Regions from separate parts of the Sus scrofa genome. Here region 1 is linked to region 2. Evidence: chromatin contacts called from public HiChIP or PLAC-seq data. All regions are on one chromosome and are shown on one strand. The core of a region is the stretch at or near the end of the contact, and the rest is flanking DNA. Distances in the headings are between cores, read along the strand shown.

What was found. HiChIP or PLAC-seq counts read pairs in DNA pulled down with a chosen protein or histone mark.
Region 1: a contact with region 2 is called in an H3K27ac HiChIP or PLAC-seq map of skeletal muscle. The contact joins two enhancer-like sites. A contact is called at or near these places in 1 of 47 Hi-C or Micro-C datasets (embryonic fibroblasts) and 2 of 2 datasets of contacts at active chromatin or transcription factors (alveolar macrophages and skeletal muscle).

What each region holds. Positions count from the first base shown.
Region 1 is chr6:84,752,597-84,759,307 of Sscrofa11.1, forward strand. AHDC1 (AT-hook DNA-binding motif-containing protein 1) reads right to left here. Exons shown (of 7, transcript XM_021095642.1): 2 at 5,114-5,291. Among named protein-coding and RNA genes, the nearest start is that of AHDC1, 19 kb to the right of the region's middle. Within about 2 kb of position 3,740, at least 40 of the 83 cell types and tissues checked have an H3K27ac peak or open chromatin away from gene starts, as enhancers often do. A contact at or near this core is called in alveolar macrophages and skeletal muscle, where this site is marked.
Region 2 is chr6:84,523,934-84,530,295 of Sscrofa11.1, forward strand. It overlaps WDTC1 (WD and tetratricopeptide repeats 1), which reads left to right. Exons shown (of 15, transcript NM_001135964.1): 9 at 230-305; 10 at 1,101-1,209; 11 at 2,290-2,463; 12 at 5,999-6,234. Among named protein-coding and RNA genes, the nearest start is that of TMEM222, 20 kb to the right of the region's middle. Within about 2 kb of position 4,203, at least 16 of the 83 cell types and tissues checked have an H3K27ac peak or open chromatin away from gene starts, as enhancers often do. A contact at or near this core is called in alveolar macrophages and skeletal muscle, where this site is marked.

The sequences.
Region 1 (6,711 bases), core at 2,490-4,989, 230 kb after region 2:
AAAGGACCATCGCAGCTCAGGTTTAGTGAGCACCTACTGCGCGCCAGGCACTGGGCTGGAAGCTGTCCAGGCATCGGTTCATTTAATTCTTCACACCAGTCCTGCGAGGTAGGGGCTATTAATAACCCCATTTTGCAGATGAAGAAATGGAGGCTCAGAGATGAGGTTACATCATTCATTCATCTACTCGTTACTTATGGAGCGCCTACTTTGCACAAGGACTGGGTAGACAAACATTGAGCAGATACTCATAAATGACTTAATTATTAGTGGGATAGGAGCTGCAAAGAAAAAAATGACAAGTGCCTGAGGTCAGAGGTTTAACAATCACACCAAGGAGTCCACGATAAAAAGCTCCTACTCTGGGGACACCTTCTCCGTCACCAAACACTGGACCAAGTGCTTTGTATGGATTATCTCATCTCCCTAGGAATCTGAGATCCATAGGATTTTCATCCCCACTTTTACAGATGAGGACACCATCCACCAGAAGGGGGTAAACACCAGGAAGGCCAGGGATTCCATCCTATTGAATTCTGGGTGTGTCTCCCAACACCTGGATCGGCCCACGGCCCAGAAATGGGCTCCAAAAAGCATTTACTGAGTGAATGAGGCACGCAGGACAATGAGCCCTGCCTTTCCCCATGAGGCGCTCTCATTCCTCTCCAGATCCCAGAGAGGGACCCACGTAGGATGGGGAAGGGGGAGGGAGATTGAGAATGTGAAAAGGGACATTCTCTGACCCCCCATGCCACCCCTGGCCTCGGTCTGGGCCCTCTACCTATTTTTTAGAGCCCTCTCTAGTCCGTCTTCACAGTGCTTATCGCAACCAAGGTCAACTACTCGTAGGCCGGGCTGTGCAGTGTGTCTCCTGACGGTGGGCTCTTCAGGGGCAGGCGCTGTGTCTGTCTTGTTTACCGTTGGATCCCCTGACCCGAGGGCCTGGGCCATGGATGCTACATAAATATTTACTGACTGATGCCCTGAGCTGGTCAGGGCAGAGGTGGGATTTAGATCCAGGCGCATCTGACTCCCAAGGGACCTGGGGACTCAGGGCCCTGGCTGATTCCCAGGAGCTGGGGTTTTGGGGGAGCAGGGAGCTGAATGGGCCCTGACCACTGGGCCTGGGTTGTTATCCCACAGGACGCCTGTAGAGCTGACTTGGGGACAAGAAGGCATGGACAGGGACACTCGTTCATTCCCCCTTTGGTGGGCAGCGATTTGCAAATCTCTGAAGCATCTCCACATACAGGACCCACCAAGCCTTCACGGCAATGGGGCGGGCATGGCTTATTATCTCTGTGTTACAGAGGAAAACAGCCTCGGAGCAGCTGAATAACTTGCCTGAAGTCACATAGTTGCTAAATGGTGAGATTCCTAATTCACCCCAAGTCCGAAGCCTCTTTCCACTCCCAGCTCCAGCAACCCTTCTTCGGTCACTCCTGAAAGAGCTCCTTCTAGAGCTGTGGTCTAATTTAAGGGTGGGAGGAACCTTAAAATCATCTAACCCACTGGCTTCCAAACCCTGGGCCTGGGGGAGCTGTGCAACATTCCAGATACCCAGGCCCTAGTCCAGGGGAGTCTGACTCATAGATCTGAAGGGACGTCTGGGAATCTGTATTTTTCATCAGCGCCGCTGGTGGGTACCCTGTTCAAGGGCCACCTTGTGCCCCTCCTATTTTACAGAGGAGGAAACTGAGACTAGAAGAAGGACTTTGCCTGAGGCTACAAAATGGTATACTTTTTTTTTTTTTTTTTTGGCTCATCCAAGCAGAATATCCCTCTGTCCACGGTCCCTTCCCTCTCTGCAGGTCCCAGGCCTCAGCTGTTCCTCATTGTCCCACTTACTCGATCACTCAGGGTTCTGGGCTCTCTCTCGCCTGCCTGTACCCTGTGGCCTGGCCCCTTCTAAGCCAAGTTCTCTCTGCTTCAAGAATCTCCCTGTGGCTCTTGCAGGAAGGGCTGTGGGGAGCACAGTCACAAAGGAGGGAAGGGGCCCAGACTCTGGAGTCTCCAGGTCCAATTTCCAACAGTTTATGGTTGACCTGTGGCTCCTGCTGCCCTCTTGGAGATGCCTACCAGGAGCCACCATCCCCCGCCCCTTACAGTGGGTGGGGCTCACCAACCCTCCCCGCTCTGGAGACCTCCCACTTGGGGCCCGAGGGTGTGATCTTGGCAGAAGACAGAAACCTCTCCAGTGGTTGCTTCTGTTCCACCCACCCGTGGAGACCTTTGGGCATGTCGTCCTGCCAGGCCTCCTGACTCTGTCTGCTGCTCTCTCTCCTGCAGCCTCTAGCATCTGAGGGAAGCAGCTGGCTCCCCTCCCCACCACACCCAGGCAGCCATTTTCTTGGACCCCTCCCAAGGGCACCCTCTATCCTACGTCTTCGAACCAAGCTAAAAAGGTTCTTCTGTCCGTCTGTCTGCTTCTGGGTCAGTGTGCCTGAGCCTGCCTATGGGGACACCAGCCGGCTGGGAGGGGGCTGGGGGCCCCAACCTGCTGTGCACAGTGCCGGGAAGGGCCAGCCCACATCCTTGAGTCCCCAGCCCCACCCTCCCCGCTGCGGCTGTGACCACCCCACCCCTTCCCCAGCCAGCTCCCCCTCCCCCACCCACAGCCTCCCCAGGGGAGCCAGGCTGCCAGCCCCAGCTCTCACTTCCGGCCTCATGACCCTCTCTCCAGCCTGCATACTCCCCCCCCACACACACACCATTTCCCTCCCAGCCAGGACTGAAGGCCCAGGGATGTCCTCAAATGGAAAACTCTGCACCGAAGGGGCTATTATGGCTGCTGTGAAACCTCCCCCATCATCTCCCTTTCGGGGGGCCTCTATCTCCCAGGACCTGCCCCCACAAGAATGATACATCACTCCTCTCAGTTTCCTTCTCTTCTGCCCCTTCCCACCCACCCAATTGTACCTGAAGATCTTCCAACTTGACTCCAGGCCAAAATCATAAAGAAAAATAACAACAATGAAAGTAATAATGGCAGCTGCCACTTATCTGGCATTTAAATGAAGGCTCAGAGAGGTTAAGTAATGCCCTTAAGAAAATCAGCCATAACAGGGAAGAGCCAGAGTCTGAAGTTCGGCTTATTAGGCTCCTCTAAACCAATCTCTCCTTCACTGTCCAGAGACTCGCCCCCTCCCCTGCAAGCTTCCTCCAACTGCCCTAGTCCCAACCACCAGTTCTAATTTTTGACTTCTAATCTACCCCCTCCCGCCTAGGTCATCCAATGCACTACTCTCCCTCACCACTAGGTGTCCCCTTATAGCCACTGATGCCCCCAAGGGGAGCAAGACCTGCTCCGCCCCCGGGGAGCCATCAGGACAGCCCACCCCACCCCCCACAGCACTGCACACCCCACCCCACCCTACCCCCAGCCACACAGAGCTCCTTTGTGCAGCCCTTGCCCACCCGCTTCCTGCCCAGAGCAGGGCACCTGGCAAGCAGGTCGGCCCTAGACCCGCCCCCTGCCAGCCCCCTGCCCTGGATGCCAGGTGTGTGGGCACTACTGCCAGCTCTGGCTGAACCCAAGGGTCACCCTGCCGGGAGGCCCTCCCTTCCTCCCTCCGAGGTCACCCAGGGACTGTGCTTCCCGCCCTGCTCCGCCCCCATCCCCTCCTGCCCTTGGCCCTTGCAGACTCCCGTCCTTGTCTTTCCTTCTGTGTCCCGGAGGACTCCCCTCCTCCAGCCCCACCAGGCCCTCCCCACAGCCTCTCACCACCGCCCACCTCTTTCCCCTGAGAGCTCCCTGTTCCGCCCCCCCCCTCCCTGCCCAGGTCTGAAGAACTCCTCCTCCTGGAAAGTTGCTGCTGGAAAGGAAGTGACTTCAGCAATTTGGCCACAAGGCTGGGCACTGCTGAGCCCAGCTCAGCTGAAGGCTTGTCCAGCCCACCTCCAAAGCACAAACGGAGCCACGTGCACACGCCACCCCCAGAGTGCAGCCGGAACCCTGAACACTCACTGCCCTAGTGACACTCGGAAGGATATCTGTGTAAACACCCCACCCCACCCCACTCCCGTGTACTCACACAACACCCCAGTGTGTTCAGATTCTTGTCTACACACCTCACCAGTGTACACCAGCACCCTACACACACACACACATACACACACACACACACACACACACACACACACGCCATCCAGTGCAGCATACACAACACTCCAGTCTTCCCATAACCTGCCCAGGGCACACTGAATCCTGCGTGCTCACTCCAATGAACCGCACACACAGTCTCGGAATGTCCCCCAGCCCAGTCCACTTACATAACTCTTGTGTACAGAAGCAAGCACACCTAAGGACAGAGTCCTATACATGCTGGCTTGCACAGAAGCCGGAGTTCTTGCACATGAGATGCCCTGTACGTTTATGGTCGGTACACCTGGCATCCTCCCCTGGCTGAACCTCCCCACCCTTAGGATCCCAGGAGGCCCCACCCCGAGACCTCAGGCCCCAGGAATGCTCTTTTGGAAGTTGGGTGGGGTCCCCAGGCAGGCTGGCTCTAAGGGAGCTTCCTGGAGCCCGAGGCTTCATGTGTCAGTTCAGGGAGTTGCCTCTGCAGGGCAGGGCAGCCCCACCTGGTCTCTGCGGCTCTTGAACCTGGGTGGGCTAATCTGGGCCTAGAGTGGGGAGGTGGGTCCTGCCCCCGCCCCCATCCCACCTCATCCCAGGAGGGCAGCCTAGCTTACCCGAGCCACCCATGTCCTCTCAGCACCTCGCCCTGGCCTCCCAGCTCTCTGCTTCTGCAGACTCTAGAACCCTGAGAGGGGTTCAGCTTCACACAGCAGGCATTCTGGTTTCCACCTCTGCCCTGAGTTCTGGTCACTGTCACAACCCCGTTCCCTTCCCAACTCTTTCAGGCCCTCCAGGTGCAGGGACGAGTCGCCGTACTAGGAGGCAGAACTCTGGGAAACTTGCTGTATATCCGCGGGCCTCACCTTTCTGGATGATGGGGAGTAAGGTGGATGACTATAGTTTGATTCTGGAGGACCTCTTTTTAGCCTAAGCTGGGAGGGGGAAATCCCTGCTGGGACGGGGAGGGAAGTACCCCTGACCCCCACCACTGGGGGGGCCAGGTACAGACCCGGCTTCCCTAGACACTGTTACCTGAGCAGGCTGTGTAGACAAGCCCGGCTCAGCAGGAAAGGTCTGTCTTCGCCAATGATTCCAGGGTGGTCTCTTCGGTGGCCTGAGAGTTGCCCCGAACCCGGGGCCCTCTGCAAGCACTCAGCTGGGCGGGCTCTGGGGTCCAGGCCGATGGGTAGACAGGCAGGCAAGCTCCCATCTGTGGAAGCAAAAACAGCATCTTGACATAAGCCTGGGTACCGGATGAGCCAGGCAGAGGGACTGGGAGGCCATCCTAGATGGGGTCTACTCTTGCACATGAGGAAATTGGTGCCAACCTCAATTCCCCGGGGAGTGCGAGCCTGTCTCTTGAGACCCCAGGCAGTACTTTGCACGGGTAGGTACGTGTACACGTGAACAGGAACACCCACGCTCTGGTGGAGAGAATTTGGCCTTGGGAGTCAGAATGGTCCTTGGCTCAATTCTCATCAACTGGGTGATCTCGGGCAAGTCAGGGAACCTCTCTGGCTCTCAGTTTTCTCATCTATAAAATGGGGAGAGCTTACGGATGGGGAGAAGCGCTCCGGGGAAGCTACACGTGCTAAGGGCTGGTTGACGATGCAGGTGTGAGTGCTGCTGTTCAGAGTGAGGCTAAAAGCAGATTTCCACGAAGGGTGCACCCGCAGCCAGCATTTACCCGTCTCCACCAGCGGCGACGGGTTCTATGTCCCTTGTTGTCTTTAATGACCACGGCCCTCCTCACCGGCCCCCTGCTTCCGGCCCATCTGTCTGCCTCCCCGAGGTCTGTGCTGGAGCCCAGAGGGGGTCTGGGAACCAGGCTTCAGGGACGGCTCAGAGGCTTGGGTTGCCTGGGAATCCGTGTGTGTGTGAGAGAGCTCGCCTGTACAGATGCACAGATGCGCGGCTATGAACGCTCAGCGGCCTGCGCAAATTCACCTGAGTGTGGCTTCCTGGGTCTACTTAGCCTTCTGTATGCTTCTCTGTGTATTTCTGCACGGCTGTGAGAGTATACTTGTGTCAGAGTGTACATGTGAGGGACTGTGTGTGAGTGCACGCACGCGTGAGCTGATATGTACCGGGGTTCAGTTACACGTGTAGGTATGTGCAACCAGGTCTGTTCAGCTCTGTGTGTGTCCAGCTGAGCCTATCTGTGCACGCCTGGGGACACAGAAGTGTGAGTGTGTGCGTATGTGTGACAAGGTGTGCCCAGCTGTGGGCAGGGATGAGTGCGCGTGTGTGCGCTGGCAGGACTCTCTGCATCTCACTGTGTCAGGAGCTGAACCATCTTCTGCCCATCTCAGACTCTGGGGGGGGGGGGGGACAGCAGATGCTTGGTGGATCCTCTGCCATCCCTGCAGGTTTCCAATCTTGAGGCCTGTGACTGCGGGCACTGGTGTCACTGTGAATCAGTGTTGCCTCCCTCCTACCTCTGCCTTTCTCTGGGTTTTCAGGGTCACGGTGTGAGGGTCTGACTGGTCAGGGTCCCTGCGGGTCAGTAGGTGCTCACGTGCGCCACCCGCCACGTGTATGCAACATGTCCTTATCATTGTGTGTCCGTGGTCTTTGTGCCGTGTCACTGCAGCGTGCCAGGAGAGCTATGGCAGTGTCAACATGTGTGA
Region 2 (6,362 bases), core at 2,953-5,452:
TGTCAGCCTACACATGTGGTGATAGTATTTCAAGCCATCTGCCCAAAGGGCCAGAAACTGGAAAGATTTTCCTGCCTGAGGTTTACTCCGTAGACATACCCCTCCTGCCTCACTTGATTGTTCCCTGCTCCACACCCAAGAGTTCCTGAGAGGTGCCCAGGCCTTGCTCATGGTCCAGCCACATTCTCGCCTCACAGTGTCCATTCTTTTCTTGACCCCTGCATTCTAGGTCTACTTGTTTGACCTGACTTACAAGCAGCGGCCATACACCTTCCTCTTGCCTAGAAAATGCCACTCCTCGGGGGGTAAGTTCTCCTGTTGGGTGTCCTTCAGGGCATCTCTGCTGGGGCACGTGAGTGTGTGCTCTCTCTGCTGCAAATCCGGCCCCTTAGCTTGTGCTATGGTTGTAATCCTCCAAAAAGAGTGCGTTCTTAGAATTCCTGCTGTGTTAAGAATCCAACTGCAGTGGCTTTGGTCGCTGCAATGGCACAGGTTTGATCCCCAGCCCAGCACAGCAGGTTAAGGATCTGGTGTTGCTGCAGCTGTGGCACAGGTCGCAGCTGCAGAGGGGACCCTGTGCCACAGGTGTGGCTGTCAAGGGGTGGGGGTGAGTAGATTCTCTGAAATAACCTTGTACAGTAAGAAGGAAGGTAATGTTAGGTCAGAGAGGTCTGTCAAAGGGGTTCGCATCACAGCCCTTTTCACTTCCCTCCAGAAAAGCAAATTCTTTCCATGGCTTGGCTCTTGAGGATCTGGAGTAGTTGCCCTTCCTTTCTTGTCCTGGATCTCGCCTCATGGACTTCCTCCTGGGTCCTGCAGTTGATGTAGGCACCTCCTCACCCACCCATCCCCACCGTCTGCTAAGGAGAATGCCAAGTTGAGGCCGTGTCCCTCTCCAGCCAGCAGAGGGCGCACAGGCTTTTCTTTAGCCTTTGCCTAACCTGTCCGTCAGAGCTTGCTTTCTGGGAGTGGATCTTACCCCAGGAGAATAGCCCTACAGTGGAACCCTCAGACCTTGTGATGGAAACCGGAGGGCTGCTGGGGAGAAATGAAGGACTTCTCCTAATTGTTGCTGTTTCATTCTTCCTATCCCCTGCCAGAAGTTCAGAATGGCAAGATGTCTACCAATGGTGTGTCCAACGGTGTGTCCAATGGCCTGCACCTTCACAGCAATGGCTTCCGGCTGCCTGAGAGTAGGGGACATGTCAGGTGAGGCCAGCCTGATTTGCCCAACCCTCCCCTACCCCACTACAGACTGGAGGGAGGGACATGTCCTATAAACCTTCCTCCTGGCCCCCACATAGGCACACACCCCAGAGTCAGGCCTGGGCCAAAAGGGCTTCTGGAATGTGGCTCGTGGTCCTAATACCACTTCTGCCTGGTAGGACTCTAGGCATCTTCAGACTGAAACTCTGGGTCCTTGGTACAGTAGCTGGGGTTAGACTCAGAGGGGCTGGGTCCTCTTAACACTGAGCTCCCTTCTACCCAGATGGGCCTGCCGTGTTACACTTGTCCCTCTACAGCCTCTTCTGGCCTCTGTTTGCTGCTGGGCCCTGTGTGTTGGGATTTGGATACAGAGGTGCCCAGACCCTCTAGCCCTTGAAAGGAACATAATTATCTCTCGAGAGCTCCATGGCAGGGACTGGGTGGTAACCAACAAGGTTCAGCTCAGCATGGAGGCAGGTGGTGTCAGCCACTTTCATGGCCAGGAGTTTGATTAAGAATTCCTTAAACGGGGAGTTCCCATCGTGGCGTAGTGGTTAACGAATCCGACTAGGAACCATGAGGTTGCGGGTTCGGTCCCTGCCCTTGCTCAGTGGGTTAACGATCCGGTGTTGCCGTGAGCTGTGGTGTAGGTTGCAGACGCGGCTCGGATCCCGCGTTGCTGTGGCTCTGGCGTAGGCCGGTGGCTACAGCTCCAACTCAACCCCTAGCCTGGGAACCTCCATATGCCGTGGGAGCAGCCCAAGAAATAGCAACAACAACAACAAAAAAAAAAAGACAAAAAAAAAAAAAAAAGAATTCCTTAAACCTGTTCAGGACAGCTTCATTTCTCCCCCTCTGTTTTGTTTTGCTCCCCCCCCCCCTTTGTCTCAGAGCATCTGGAACTGTGACCATTACCTATCACAATAACTCAGGCCAAAGTTGGGAGTGGTGCCTTCTTCTAGAGGACAGTGCAGATCCCAGGGACCAAGACAACCGAGAGGCCTTCAGGCAGGGCTGCAGACTTCCCGAGGGACGGCTCTGACCTTTCGTGGTTGGTCTAACTTGGCTCTGCTTCCTCCACAGCCCCCAGGTAGAGCTGCCCCCATACCTGGAGCGTGTGAAACAGCAAGCCAATGAGGCCTTTGCCTGCCAGCAGTGGACCCAGGCCATTCAGCTTTACAGCAAGGCCGTGCAGAGGGCCCCTCACAATGCCATGCTCTACGGGAACCGAGCTGCAGCCTACATGAAGCGCAAGTGGTGAGTGGGCCTAGTGGAGCCAAGGTGCATCCAGGGAAGGCAGCAGTGACATCCTGCTGCCTCTTAGGGCTTCTTAGGCCCAGGTGTCTCCTCCCCACCTCCAGGTTGGTGGTGGGAAGGCACCTGACACATTAGTCAAGAAGTCTTAAGCATCAAGAAAGCTCACATGGAGTTCCTGTTGTGGCTTAGTGGTTAATGAATCTGACTAGGAACCATGAGGTTGCGGGTTTCATCTCTGGCCTCACTCAGTGGGTTGAGGATCTGGCGTTGCTGTGAGGTATGGTGTAGGCAGTGGCTATAGCTCTAATTGCACCCCTAGCCTGGGAACCTGCATATGCCGTGGGTGCAGCCCTAGAAAAGACCAAAGAAAAGGAAAAAAAGAAAGAAAGCTCACACTTAAGTGGTGCATGTTCACAAGTAGCTTCAATTTGGTGCTTTGTTATAAAGTGCTGTGGCCACTGAGGAAGCAGGGAGTGGGAAAATGGTTAATCCCACCTCCTGGGGAACTGGGCCTTGAAGTGGACTTTGAAGGAGCAGTAGAATCTTGCTGGATGGAAATGAGGCATTTGGTGAACTCAGTTGGTATCTGTCTGAAATGATTTTGCAGCTCCTTGACCTTGGGGCTTGCTCTCTTGTGCTCTTGGACCCTTTATTTAGACCAAGCACAAACAAGATCCCAGACATCTGAAACTGACAGTGGGTCTTGCTGGGTTGTAGTGGCTGGAGGTAAAGGAGTAGGTCCATAGCCTGAGAAACGCTTTTATCTTTGGAGACCCACAGGGCCCCCAGCCCTTCTGCCTGTAGCACCAGCAGGCAAGCAGGCAGGCAGACCCCATCCCCCAGCCAGGGCCAGGACGGGAGATGGATAGAGCTGGGCCCACAGCCATTTCTGCTCCGTCTGGCATCCGTCGGCTCTGCCCAGACAGACAGGCCAGCTGGTGTGCCATCGTCTGGCTGCAGCTAGGCAGGCCAGAGAGGGAAGCTTAAGAAACCCACCCAAGTCAGCAGGATGGTAGATAGGGGTTTGAGAAGATGCTACCCCCACAGGTCTTAGCTCAGGCATCAGGAGTTTGCCAAGGGCTCAGATGGCAGCCAGCCCCAGGAGATGACAGTTGGGGGGCCATCCTGGGGTGTTTTCCTCTGTCCCAGCAGGTGGGCAGAATGCAGTCGACTTCGTCCAGGCTCTGGGCTGAGAGCTGTCTCCCTCCTGCATTCTTGCTAAGAGAGACTAATGGTTTCCCAGTCCATGGTACCTTCAGCTTGGGCTCTGAATCCCTGCTATGCCATGGGAACTAGGGAAACAAAGCTCTGGCACTCTGAGCTGCTGTGCTCCCGAGTGCCCGGCCTCTGGACAGGGGGTAAAGACGTGGACATAGCTCGTCACCCAAGAGGCAGAAGCAGGAAGTCTTTGAATGGTCAGGTGAAGTGCTGTGGGCTTCAGGCAAAGTTAGGTCCCTTTAACTGGGGATCAGGGAAGCACCAGGAAGATGTGGTGTCTGAATGGGCTTTCAGTGTGGGCAGGCTTAGACGAGGAGATGAAAGGAGGAGGGGACTGTGGGGAAAGGACATTCCCAGGGAGATGAAATGGTGTGAACAAAGGCGTGGGGGTGGGGGACTGACTGAAGAGCTTGTTTGCAGAACAACAAATCCATTTGGCTGGAGCAGAGGGTTCTGGAAGGGACTGGCAGGAGATGAGTCTGTGAGGTAGCCTGGGGCCAGCCTGGGAAGGACTTGGAATGCAGAGCGGTGGCGTTTTGGCCTCGATTCAGTGGATGATGGGCAGCTACTGAAGAGTTTTGAGCAGGAGAGGGATGTGCTGAGGGCTGTCTTTTCAGGGAGATTGATCTGGCAGTGAGTCTGGATGGGTGAGCCCTCGGGCCAGCCTGCTCTCTCCCCATCCCCTCATGCCTGCCAGTGACCCCTAGAATGTCACATTCTGTCCCAGGCCAGTCTCCCCAGGGCTGCCATCTGCTCCTGGATGCAGTGGGAGCTGTCACCCTCTGGCTCCTGGCTGCTCTCTGGTCTGGCTCTCCCCAGGAGCTCTGAGGGGCACCTTGCAGGCGGTAATTGGGTTTCCAAACAGCGCGTGCTCCTTCGTCACAGCCACTCATTCTGACGCAGGCCATGCCATCGAAGCACTCTGTCTCCTGCGGGCCCCCAGCTGGACTGGGCTGCTTGTTCCTGGACTGAGCGTGGCTGCTGCAGGGACCTGATGCTCCCTCTGAGTGCTGTGGGAGAGGAGGCTCAGGGAGCCCTCTCCCCCATCAGTCAGGGCTGCTTCGGCCCCATGCAGGAGGCTTGTGAGCCATGCCTTGGGGGAGGGGACTTTAGTTCTGGGGAGTGCTGCTTAGCACACTTGGGTCCTAGGCCCTCCTCAGCCCAGCAGGAAAAAAAACAGCTCCTAAAGGAGCAGTAGCTCCCGTGACCCACCTGGCTCTCCAGATGAAACGTGGGAAATGAGTATCTTATATTCTGCCACAAGACAGGAGCAAGAGGAGCTTCTTTGGCCTCTCCCCCAGTTCCCACCCCCAAAACCATCCCCACGTCCGCATATCCATGCCTTGGGAGTTGGAGAAGTTAGAGTGGATGATGTGGCGCTCCTGGTGTGCTGCACCCCCTGCCTGACCCCCCACCATCAGCTTCCAGAGAACTGACTCTGCCAGACTGTCAGGCCCCATCCTCCAGCCCCGGGAGGTAGAGGCCACAGCTGCTGTGGATCAGTCAGCCAGGACAGAGGGGGGTCTGGCTGAGGGCTTGCTGCCTGCTGGTCAGAGCCTGAGTCCCCAGCCTAGCACTTCTGGCTTCCTCAGACCACAGAACTGCCCTTGAGGGCCCCCTGCCTTGGACATGGCTTTGAAGGCCAGCCGGGGGGATTTGAGGAGGTGGACAGTGGAGGAGAGAAGGAGGGCTTGGGGAGCCTGAGGCAGGCAAGATGCCAGGCCTTCTGCTGCAGAGCTGCGGGTGCCTGGGATGACTGGGTATGCACTTGCACTCTGTGTCCAGCAGAGGGCAGCCGGACACTGCTTTTTGCCACACACCCACCTCCCACCTCCTACCCTGCCAAGACCTCCAGGTTCCTGGCTTGCCTCTTTTTTTTTTTTTTTTCCTTTATTTTTCGGCTGCACCTGCAGTATTTGGAAGTTCCCAGGCTAGGGGTCAAATCTGAGCCTACACCACAGCCACAGCAATGAGGGATCCAAGCCACATCTGTGACCTACCCCACAGCTCATAACAGCACCAGATCTTTAACCCACCGAGCGAGGCCAGGGATCGGACCTGCATCCTCATGGATACTAGTCAAATCCATAACCCTCTGAGCCACAGCAGGAACTCCCTGCCCTGCCTCTTTAACATATTCTGTCTCCTGGTGAGCAAGGCCTGGGTTGAGCCCGAATTCTCTTTACCCCCAAGTACCCTTGCCCTGAGATCTCTCAAAGGTGGGCTGGGGTGGCCATAGAAAGTGAAGGAGAACGAGTGGGAACTCCCTGCTTGCCATGTGACCCCACCTCCAAGCCATATTCCCCTGCCTTCCCAGGGATGGTGACCACTATGATGCCCTGAGGGACTGCCTGAAGGCCATCTCCCTAAATCCATGCCACCTGAAGGCACACTTCCGCCTGGCCCGATGCCTCTTTGAGCTCAAGTACGTGGCTGAGGCCCTGGAGTGCCTGGATGATTTCAAAGGGAAGTTCCCGGAGCAGGCCCATAGCAGCGCTTGTGATGCACTGGGACGCGACATCACGGCCGCCCTCTTCTCCAAAAATGATGGTGGTGAGTGGGCACTGAGGAGGGGTTGCTGTCACTCTTTCTGTTTGACGTGCTGCGTGACATTCTGGAGAGAATATAGTTCTTGGGTTGGAGCACCTTGGGCTCAGATACTGGTTGAGAAGCCGTGTGAC